2 separate regions of the Callithrix jacchus genome follow, and region 2 is linked to region 1. A link is a contact called in public Hi-C data. All regions are on one chromosome and are shown on one strand. The core of a region is the stretch at or near the end of the contact, and the rest is flanking DNA. Distances in the headings are between cores, read along the strand shown.

The links. Hi-C and Micro-C count contacts between places; a contact is called where the count stands out from the background.
Region 2: a Hi-C map of skeletal muscle shows a contact between it and region 1, with 3 times the contacts expected there. The contact joins the enhancer-like site here to the promoter of COX7A2L in region 1. A contact is called at or near these places in 2 of 3 Hi-C or Micro-C datasets (both in skeletal muscle).

The regions. Positions count from the first base shown.
Region 1 is chr14:72,481,424-72,485,990 of calJac240_pri, forward strand. It overlaps COX7A2L (cytochrome c oxidase subunit 7A2 like), which reads left to right and starts at 2,482. Exons shown (of 3, transcript XM_002757819.7): 1 at 2,482-2,609. The coding sequence starts at 2,538.
Region 2 is chr14:72,746,219-72,750,785 of calJac240_pri, forward strand. No RefSeq gene overlaps it. Among named protein-coding and RNA genes, the nearest start is that of PKDCC, 57 kb to the right of the region's middle. Within about 2 kb of position 2,288, at least 12 of the 16 cell types and tissues checked have an H3K27ac peak or open chromatin away from gene starts, as enhancers often do. A contact at or near this core is called in skeletal muscle, where this site is marked.

The sequences.
Region 1 (4,567 bases), core at 1,232-3,731:
GGGATATGCAAATACGAATGAGAATAGGGTGCCTTAGTACTGTCAGAGTGTGCTGTGTTTTACTTGGGAAATGAGACAAAATCTTTCCATGATCAGCCATTCCATGTGACATCCCAACCCACACTCTGCTACTGACATTTTATCTCCCACTGAACAGCCCGGCTGTTGTAACATTTTCAGGATTCTTAATTTATGTCTTGCAGGATCTAAAATCAGATGGCAGGAACTTTAAGAAAATAACCAGTGTTGACAGGCACCTTATACAAGAAGTGGGTACACCTTAGTGATGCTAAAAGTTAAAGAATATTCTTTACTTTCTTCTTCCAAAATATGTCCAGAAGTCAGTGGGATGGAGAGAGTAGCTGTCCTAAATAATTTAGTTTCTCTTTTCAATCTAAACTCTACAAAAGGCTTTTTATTTCACTCAGTATTTGCTAGCACCTGGGACTCAAGAAGGCTTATGTCAATGAATCATTTCTTTTGAGGTAATCAAACTTTTGTCTGTAGAAAAATCTTCCTGAATCTATTCAGTATAAAAACATGGGGTGGGCCTGACATGGTAGCTCCCGCCTGTAGTCTCAGCACTTTGGGAGTCTGAATTTGGCAAATCACTTGATCCCAGGAGTTTGAGACCAGCCTGGGCAACATGGTGAAATCTTGTCTCTACTAAAAATACAAAAAATTAGCCAGGCCTGGTGATGTGCATCTGTGGTTCCAGCTACCTGAGAGACTGAGGTAGGAGAATCACCGGAGCCTGGCAAGTCAAGGATGCAGTGAGCCAAGATCGTACGACTGTATTCCAGCCTGGGTGACAGAATGAGACCATGTTTCAAAAGTTAAAAAAAAAATAAAAGGAAATCACTAGTCCCAAACCATTTATCCTTGGAGAAATAGGGACATAAACCCAAATCACATGTTCTTTCCATTATATCACAATGCTGCTTTGTAAAGTGGCAACTTTGGGCTGGCTTCTATGAATCTGCTGAAACCTTTGCATCATACTGGCAGTACTGAATACTTGGGGCTCTTGAACTTAGGCCTGCAACCAGGATGCTGGTGTACAGCCTTGCCCTGGAGTGCTCGGCCTTGATCCTCCTCTTTTTGGAATGTCTTCATATCTATTTATCTGTAACATAGTGCTTAACAGTAGGAAATCTTGAGCCAGATGCCCAGCTCTGCCACTTATCCCTGACCTGAGCAAGTTACTTAGCTTCTCCAGGCATCATTTTCCTGTATTGTAAAATGGAGATTACCTATAGGATTGTTGTGAAGATTAATTGAGTTTAGGAAAGTGCTATATAAAGGTTAGTTATCCATCAATTTGCAACATGTTTTCATAAATGCATCTAGCATATGTTTGTGTAAACCTATGGTTAGATGATGAAGCTAAGAAAAGCCTTGGTCCATCTCTGGAGAGTAAGAAACTAGTATACTCCTTTTACAGGGTACCTTGCACACAGCACAGGCTTAACAGACATCTTTAAATTGAACTAAGCGAATACTAGTAGAACTGAAAGTGGTAGTTCCACATCTTTCAGGCTCAAGGTCCAGATTTTACAAGTGTTTCTGATCACCCTCCCCCTACCTCATTTATCGCAAAGAGCAGCGGCCAGGAAAAGGATGAATAACCAATGACCTTAAAACTCAGGTCAGAGTAAAAACCAGTTCTGAGAAACTGTATGACATTTACATCCTGGTACCTAAAGGTCACTCTGCATGTGTATTTCCTCTGCACAAAGCCCAGGAGGCTATTTTTATATTACTGGGGCAAAAACCCTAACAGCCCTTAGTACTAAACAGCCCTCAGCAGGTGCTTCCAAATTTTTGTATTTGCTTCAATACCAGGTGGTCAGGGGAAGCGTGGCCAACAGGTCTATACTCCTGGGCAGACTGAGTGAAAGCAGGATACTTCAAGAGGTGCTCTGGGTCGGAAGGAAGTGAGACTACGATCAAGTAAAGTTTGGTAAAGGAAGAGACGCCTTCACCCCAATGACCAGGCGGTGGCTCCGCAGCACAGACTCTCTCAGCCGGTGGAGGTCCCATCCGGCCTTGACGTAGCCCCGCCTTTACCCAGGCCACACCCACAAATCCCGCCCTCTCCCTCCCAGGCCCCGCCTAGAGTCGCCCCTCTTAGAGCCGGCCCCTCCTAGAGCTAGCCCTTTCCAGAGCCTGCCCCACCTGACTCCGTCGCTGCCGGGTTTAGTCCGCGAAGCGCTTGCGCATTTCTTGAGTTGTCGTGGCACTGCCCAAATCTAATTGGGGGAAAAGAAGGAACTTCATATTTCCTACGGACTCTGCCACAGCACCTTTTCGTGCTCTCTTAGAGCTGGTTTTGCCTTTCGTGGTCTTGAGAACCCTGGCTTTTGGTTCCCCAATGTTGGTTAAGTGGGCAGGTTTTAAGTTAGGCGATCTTTGGGCAGCCCTAGTCCCGGCGCTGGGTCTTTGCGCTGAGTCTTGGGACCGCAGCCGGGGAGGTGGGGTCCTTCTCTGGGGCGGTCGCGCAGGCAGCCGATGCGGGAAACCGGAGTCCGGGCGTCATGTACTACAAATTTAGTGGCTTCACGCAGAAGTTGGCGGGAGCATGGGCTTCGGAGGCCTATAGCCCACAGGTACGAGTGGCTCCGTGCCAACTCGGACAGGAGAAATGGCGGTGCAAGCCTCGGCGACAGTCAGTCGCGGCGTTGGAGCCGGAGGAGGTTTCTGCCCATGGTTGAGTTTGTCTCATTTCTCCTTGCACCTCCCGGGGCCTCTCCACAGCAGCGTACGGTGGTCACTGAGGCTACTCTTTGTGTACCTGCTCACCTGGCGGGGTTGGCCTGGCGTGGAAGTTCGGTCTGGCCCACGGCAGAGGTCAAGGTGACCCCCGGGGGTTTTGCCTCTTCTAAAAGGAATGGATTGGTGGAGTCCCCAATGTGACCCGAGGTTAGGTCTTCTCCCTCTCTTTGAAGACATCTGGCCTTCGGCCTCCCAGTCGTCCCTTTGTCAGCCTGGGACAACATAATGAGACCCCGTTTCTAAAAACAAAAACAGAATTATTCTAATGTAGGATAAGAAGGACGGGAAGGAAGAGTTAGGGATTTATAACTGTTGAGCTTGTGATACGTCATGGTAGCAGATGGAGTTTAACAAACTTGGGTGCTTTTATCTCATAGGCAGTAGTAGAATCCGTTGGGTAGACTGCCCAGGAAGTTTATAGGGAAGAAAGGCTGGATCATAGTTACAGTATAGAAACATGAAGGGAGGGTGCAGAAGGAAAATGTGTTAGAAGAATATACAAGTGAGAAGGGAAACTAGTGTGTGTCACTGAAACCAAATTGGTAATGACTTGAAGGAATGGTCAGCAGTGTTACACTTATTTCTTTTACAGATTATGTGGGAAAATGGCCACTTCTGTCATCTGCTTTTGTGACGTGTATTCTTCAATGTATGGATCTTAAATATTACCGTTTGATGAGTTTCGACAAACCTATGCCACTGTATAACCACACCTCCCTCAGTATACGGAATGTTATATCATCCTAGGAAGTTGCCTTGTACACTCTTGGCAATCCCAGCCCCCTTCCTATTCTGACTTTTATCATCATAAATAGTTTTGCCCCTTTTTGAACTTCATGTAAATGGAACCAGCTCTTGCCCAAGCTGGAGTGCAATGGCAGAATCACAGAGTTCACTGTAGCCTTCCACTCCTTGGCTCAAGAAATCGTTCCGCTTTGGCTTCTGAAAATGATTGGATTACAGATGTGAGCCACCGTGTCTGGCTGCTAGCCTATTAAGAACATATTTTTGAGATGCATCCGTGTTGTACGTCTCAGTAGTTAATTCCTTTTATCCTCTTATTCTTCTGTGGGATTTCATTTTGTAAATATATCACAGTTTATTTTGTTGGTGCTAGTAGATGTTCTTTTATTTATTTATTTTTAAATATTTTTTGAGACGGGCTCTTGCTGTGTTGCACAGTCTGGTCTCGAACTCCTGGGCTCAAGCAGTCCTCCCACCTCAGCCTCCTGAGTGGCTGGGATTACAGATGTGTACCACCACACCTGGTTTATGTTCTTTTAATATATCTTTAGCATAATCTGGGTTTTGTTGCTTAGTAAGAAAAAAGTAAATTTTTCGACCAAAAATGCATATTGGAATAAAACTGGCACTCAGAGCAGAGATTGCCTTGAGATGAGTTTTATATAGATAGGGCTTTCAGATTTCTGGTACCTCTCTTGAATTGCGTTTCTCTTGAGAATTTGAACTTCTTAGTTACTTAAAGATTTCTTAAACTGTGTTGAAAAGAAGAGATATTGTGTAGGCTTCATGTGAATTGTAAATTTCAGAGTGATTGTGACAGGTGCCCTCCCAACTAGGTGCTCTGTCTTTGGTAATTAAGTGTACTTCATCTTTTTCCTTTCCTGGAAACATAAGGAAGATGTGTGTAACTTTTAATACTAAGTAAAGTGAATAACATGCATTAAATAACATAATATGGAAAAGGTAGTTCTGTAACAATAGCACAGGTAGAGATTTATGAGTCACCTTGACAGCAAGTAGTTGTTGGGATGGTATTTTCCAGTGGTTG
Region 2 (4,567 bases), core at 1,038-3,537, 260 kb after region 1:
ACCTCAGTTTCTTAATCTGTAAAATGTGCAGTTAATAGTCCTTTCTAAGTAGGATTCAGTGAGATGGCGCTTGCAAAGTGTTTCCTTAGCAGTTCCTAAAGTGTAAGCTTCCACATCAGAAAAGAGATGTGACTTGATGTTTAGAAGACTCACCCACTATATTTTAAATTTTGTTGGGGCTCAGAAAATGATAAGTCAAAGTATAATGCCTTGGCATGCTGAGTACTTTGGACTAAAGGAGATTTGAAGGCCTTAGAAGTAGCCTCAGCAAAATCTCTGAATTTCTCTTGCCCTATTTCCCACCCCTTCTTCTCCCTGAATTCATAGAAACCAGAATTCCTTTTCCAGGTCATAATAACTAGAATCCCTTCCCCCAAAGCAAGCCATAAAATCTAGAACTGTTGCTCTAAGTTTCCCCTGCCTTTCTGTGTAGGCCCTGGCCATGAAGAGATTCTCTGGCCTATCTCTGACTGTAAGTCATAAGACCCGTGTTCCAGAGAGCCCCTGCCCCATACCCGGGAGGAAAGAATGCTGCTCAGAGAGGCCAAGAAGAATCTGAACAGACAGGCCTTGCTGGGTTCCCCCTCAGTCAATTACCATTAAGATCGTGCCCTTTTGTCTATTTTTCTTGTTTGTTTGTTTGAGATGGAGTCTTGCTCTGTCACCCAGACTGGAATAGAGTGGCGTGATCTCAGCTCACTGCAACCTCCACCTCCCGGGTTCAAGTAATTCTCCTGCCTCAGCCTCCCAAGTAGCTGGTATTACAGGCGCCCACCGCCGCACCCGGCTAATTTTTGTATTTTTAGTCGAGACAGGGTTTCAACTGTCTCGTGTTAGCCAGGCTGCTCTCAAACTCCTGACCTCGTGATCCACCAGCTTCACCCTCCCAAAGTGCTGGGATTGCAGGTGGGAGACACCTCGCCCAGCCTCCTTTTGTCTATTTTTATGCTTAGGCTCAAAAAGAATGGACAGCATGTATTTCTACCTAAGCATAAAAAGTTTTCCCTGGGTTATTGGGTTTTCATTTCTGAAGACTCCTGTGTCCCATAAAATTTTGATTCAATAAATTTGTCATGCTTTTCTGTTGTTAATCAGTCTTTTGCCATAGCAATGACCCTGGTGATGGGTGAGGAAAGGTATCACATCTTTTCTGCCCCCACAGTAGGGATTTAATGAACTGTACCACACCAAGTCCCAGGCCCAGGAGGCTGGGCTCAGAAAGTCCCACTGAGTTCCTAGGTACCAGCCTTCTGGTAGAGCAACTTTCTCTTCTAGTGTGGCTCTATCCCTTCTTTGCATATGCCTTCAGCTGCTTTCCCCTCTTTTAGGTCTACTCTGCCTCGAGCCTATGTTTTAATCATATTAAAAAATGCTATTAAAAGTGTAGAATCAAGGGCTGGATGGAGTGGCTCAAGCCTGTAATCCCCAGCACATTCTTAGGCTGAGGTGGGCAGATCACTTGAGTCCAGGAGTTCAAGACCAGCCTGGGCAACATAGTGAAACCCTGTAACAAAACAAAAAACAAAACAAAACAATTAGCCAGGAATGGTGGCACATGCCTGTAGTCCCAACTACTAGGGAGGCTGAGATGGGAGGATCGCTTGAACCTGGGAGGTCAAGGCTGCAGTGAGCCATGATGGTGCCACTGCACTCCAGCCTAGGTGACAGAGCAAGATCCTGTTTCAAAAAGAAAAAGTTTAGAATCAAATTTTAAATTGTAAAATCTGATTGAGGTTGTTGCCTTCCAACTATGCTTATCTATCTAGAAAGAGAAGCCAGCGTTTCTTGAAGCCTGGACACAGTGTGGGGTCCAAGAGAGAAGGCCTCTAAAAATACCAGGGGGAGGGAGGGGGAGGTTTGCGATTGAGAGTTAGGGAGGTGGATCTAGAGGAGAGGGCAAGCCCTCAGGTTGGGCCGCCAGAGGCTCCGGGGAGAAGAAAGAAAGGGAAGCCAGGCTTGCGATCCTGGTGGAGCCCGCTCCTCCCACCGCGTGGAGATCCGCCCTCAGCGCTGCGGTGGCCGGAAGTGCTAGGCTCGGGAGGGTGGGGGCAAGGGGCTGCCTGGGAGCTCAGTCTCCCGACTGGGCTGGGATATTTATAGCACCTGTGTTTCTGGGTCTGCGTCCACCTGGATTTATTTATGCGGCCCGTGGCTGTGGCGCGTGTGGGGAATGAGGGGGGCGCATCTCTCTGCAAGGGTTCTCGGCCTTGGGACTCTGGCTGGAAGGGAAATGACAAATCACAACCAGGGGCTGTCTGGGGGAACACAGGCAGAGCACCGCTTGGTGCTGCGCCTGTAAAGCCGCGGGTGGTTGGGCCTGGTGAAACTCGGGGCTTTCCAGGGCCACGCGGTGTCGCATTTGCGGCCGCCGTGGGTGTGGGTGAGGCAGGTGTGGGCGATGGGGAAGCGATTCCCCCTCCAAGTCGCCCCGGGCTCTGGCTCTCACGCCTTCCTCCGCAGCGCCTGGGAAGAATTAAAGGCGGAAAAATGTTCTGTCTCAAGAGGGATCTGTACTTGGAAAGAGAACTGGGAGAGCACGTGGTGGCCGGCCCCATCTGCAGACCCACAACTGGAGAGTCCACGTTTGCGAACCCATCTGCACTTTCGACTTCCCCTAATCACTACGTGTCTGGCCGTGCTCAGACTGCGATGACATCATTTTTTAAAAATGTAAATAACTGTCCTTTGGGCTTTTCAAGAACCTAGTGATTGAGGAGAGGGCCACGCTGAATCTTGAGGAAGGCCGTGTTGTGGGACCTTCAGGCGTTGTTTAAGCTGTGCAGAGAGCAGTCTTGGGCAGGCCCCAGCCCTCTCCTCTGCCCACTTGCAAAGCCTGGCCTGCCTGCTGCACCCGCAACTGTGCTGGAGGAGAGGCGAGGGGGCAGGGCGGGCGCTAAGATCCTGTGCGGAAAGCCAGGACCCTCATGGTACCTAGGGAAGTGAAAATCGCGTTGACAGTTGTCCAACGCTTTCCTTTTCTTTCACACCCCCCGCCCGGGCAGCACAGTGAGGCAGGCACTCCTGCCAACGCCCCCATTTCACAGAAGAAGAAACTGAGGCTTAGGCAAAGCAACTTGCTCCAGGGTGACGGAGCAAGTGTCAACTTCAGTTTCCAGCTCGGACTCGGGGGACCATCCGGGGCATTCCGGGGAGGGGGCGCCTGGGCCGGGGACCACCGCGCAGGGCTGGGAGAGGTTCTGGCAGAGGCACGGGGTGGAGCAGGAGCCCGGCAGGGCCGCATGGGCCTGGAGCTGCCGGAAAGGTCGGTCTGGTGGCCCAGGACGAGGGGGCGGCTGGCCGGGAATCTTGAGAAGTATGGCGGGGCCCGGGCAGCTGCCAGGCTCGCGCTGCGGTCGACGGCGGGCAGGCCACATACCGCGCGGCTTGGAGGAAATGGCTGGGATTCCTCCCGCGGTGCAGTGCAGGGGCCTCGGGCAGGCGGGCGGGGCTCCCCCAGTGGGACGGGGCGGGGTCGGGGCGCGGCGGAGGGTGAGCCCAGATCCCGGCGCTGGAGAGGGCGGCCCCGAACCGGGTCCTCGTCCCCGGAGCGCTCCCGCCACTCTGCCAGTATCTGGGCCTCCAGAGACCCGTGAACCCTCGAACAGGGGAGCGTGTGAAGGGGCGCAGGTTCGGCTCCCGCAGAGACCCCTCGGCCCCGCTCAGCGTCTCTGCTTCAGCAGGGCCTGAGGGTTCAAGAGGGGCCTGGGTCACCCACTCTCAGAGCGGCCCTGCAGCCCCTGCAGCCCCTGCTGATCCCGAATCAGGCCCTGCCTTCTGGGTTGGCTAACGACACGCTTGGAGCGCAGCGCAAGAGGATGCAGGGGACCTGGGTTCTGCCTGGGGGCAGTAGGGCCTCCGCAGATCCTGGCTTCAGCTTTGGAAAGCGCTGGTCGCTGAGGACCCCAGTGTTCTAGGCCCAGCCTGGGGCCTTTCTGCTGCAGGCATGGTGGGCCAGGCAGAGTTGGCTTCGAGGGGATGGGGCTGGCGGTGAGGGAGAGGCCGGCCGCGGGTGAGATTGTTGCGGCCAGTGGGGAGGGTGAGGGTTAGAAGCAGAGCCGGGAGAATGGCAGCTGAGGTCAGTTATGACCTGGGCCTGAGTGACGAGGCCGGATCACACTATACAGAGGCATGGAGGTGTGAGAAGGAGACTGAAAACCTGGGGGTTGGGTTAGCTTGAGAACGCTCCCAGCTTCCCCTAGACTCAAGCAAAACCGTGATTTGGCTGGGGAATTGGAAAGGGGAAAAGAGAATGGAGAACCTTAGGTTGGGTACCCTCTAACATCTGCTAATAGGATGGCCCCTGGCACTTGGAACAGGGTCTGATTAACGGATCCATGATCTCTCTCCTCCCTCAGTCTCCACTGGGACGTCTGATCCTATCAACAGTGGCATTTGAAAGGCTTTACCTTCTGTCCTGCCCCTGAACTCTTCCCGCTGTTGACTGCTGTACTCACACCCCCCTGCCCTGTTTTTCCAACCCCAGGTAGGATCTTCCTCCCCTTCACTGGTTTCCAGCTCCAATGGTGCCTATTCTCTATGGATGATTCCTTGACCCTCTCCCCCAACT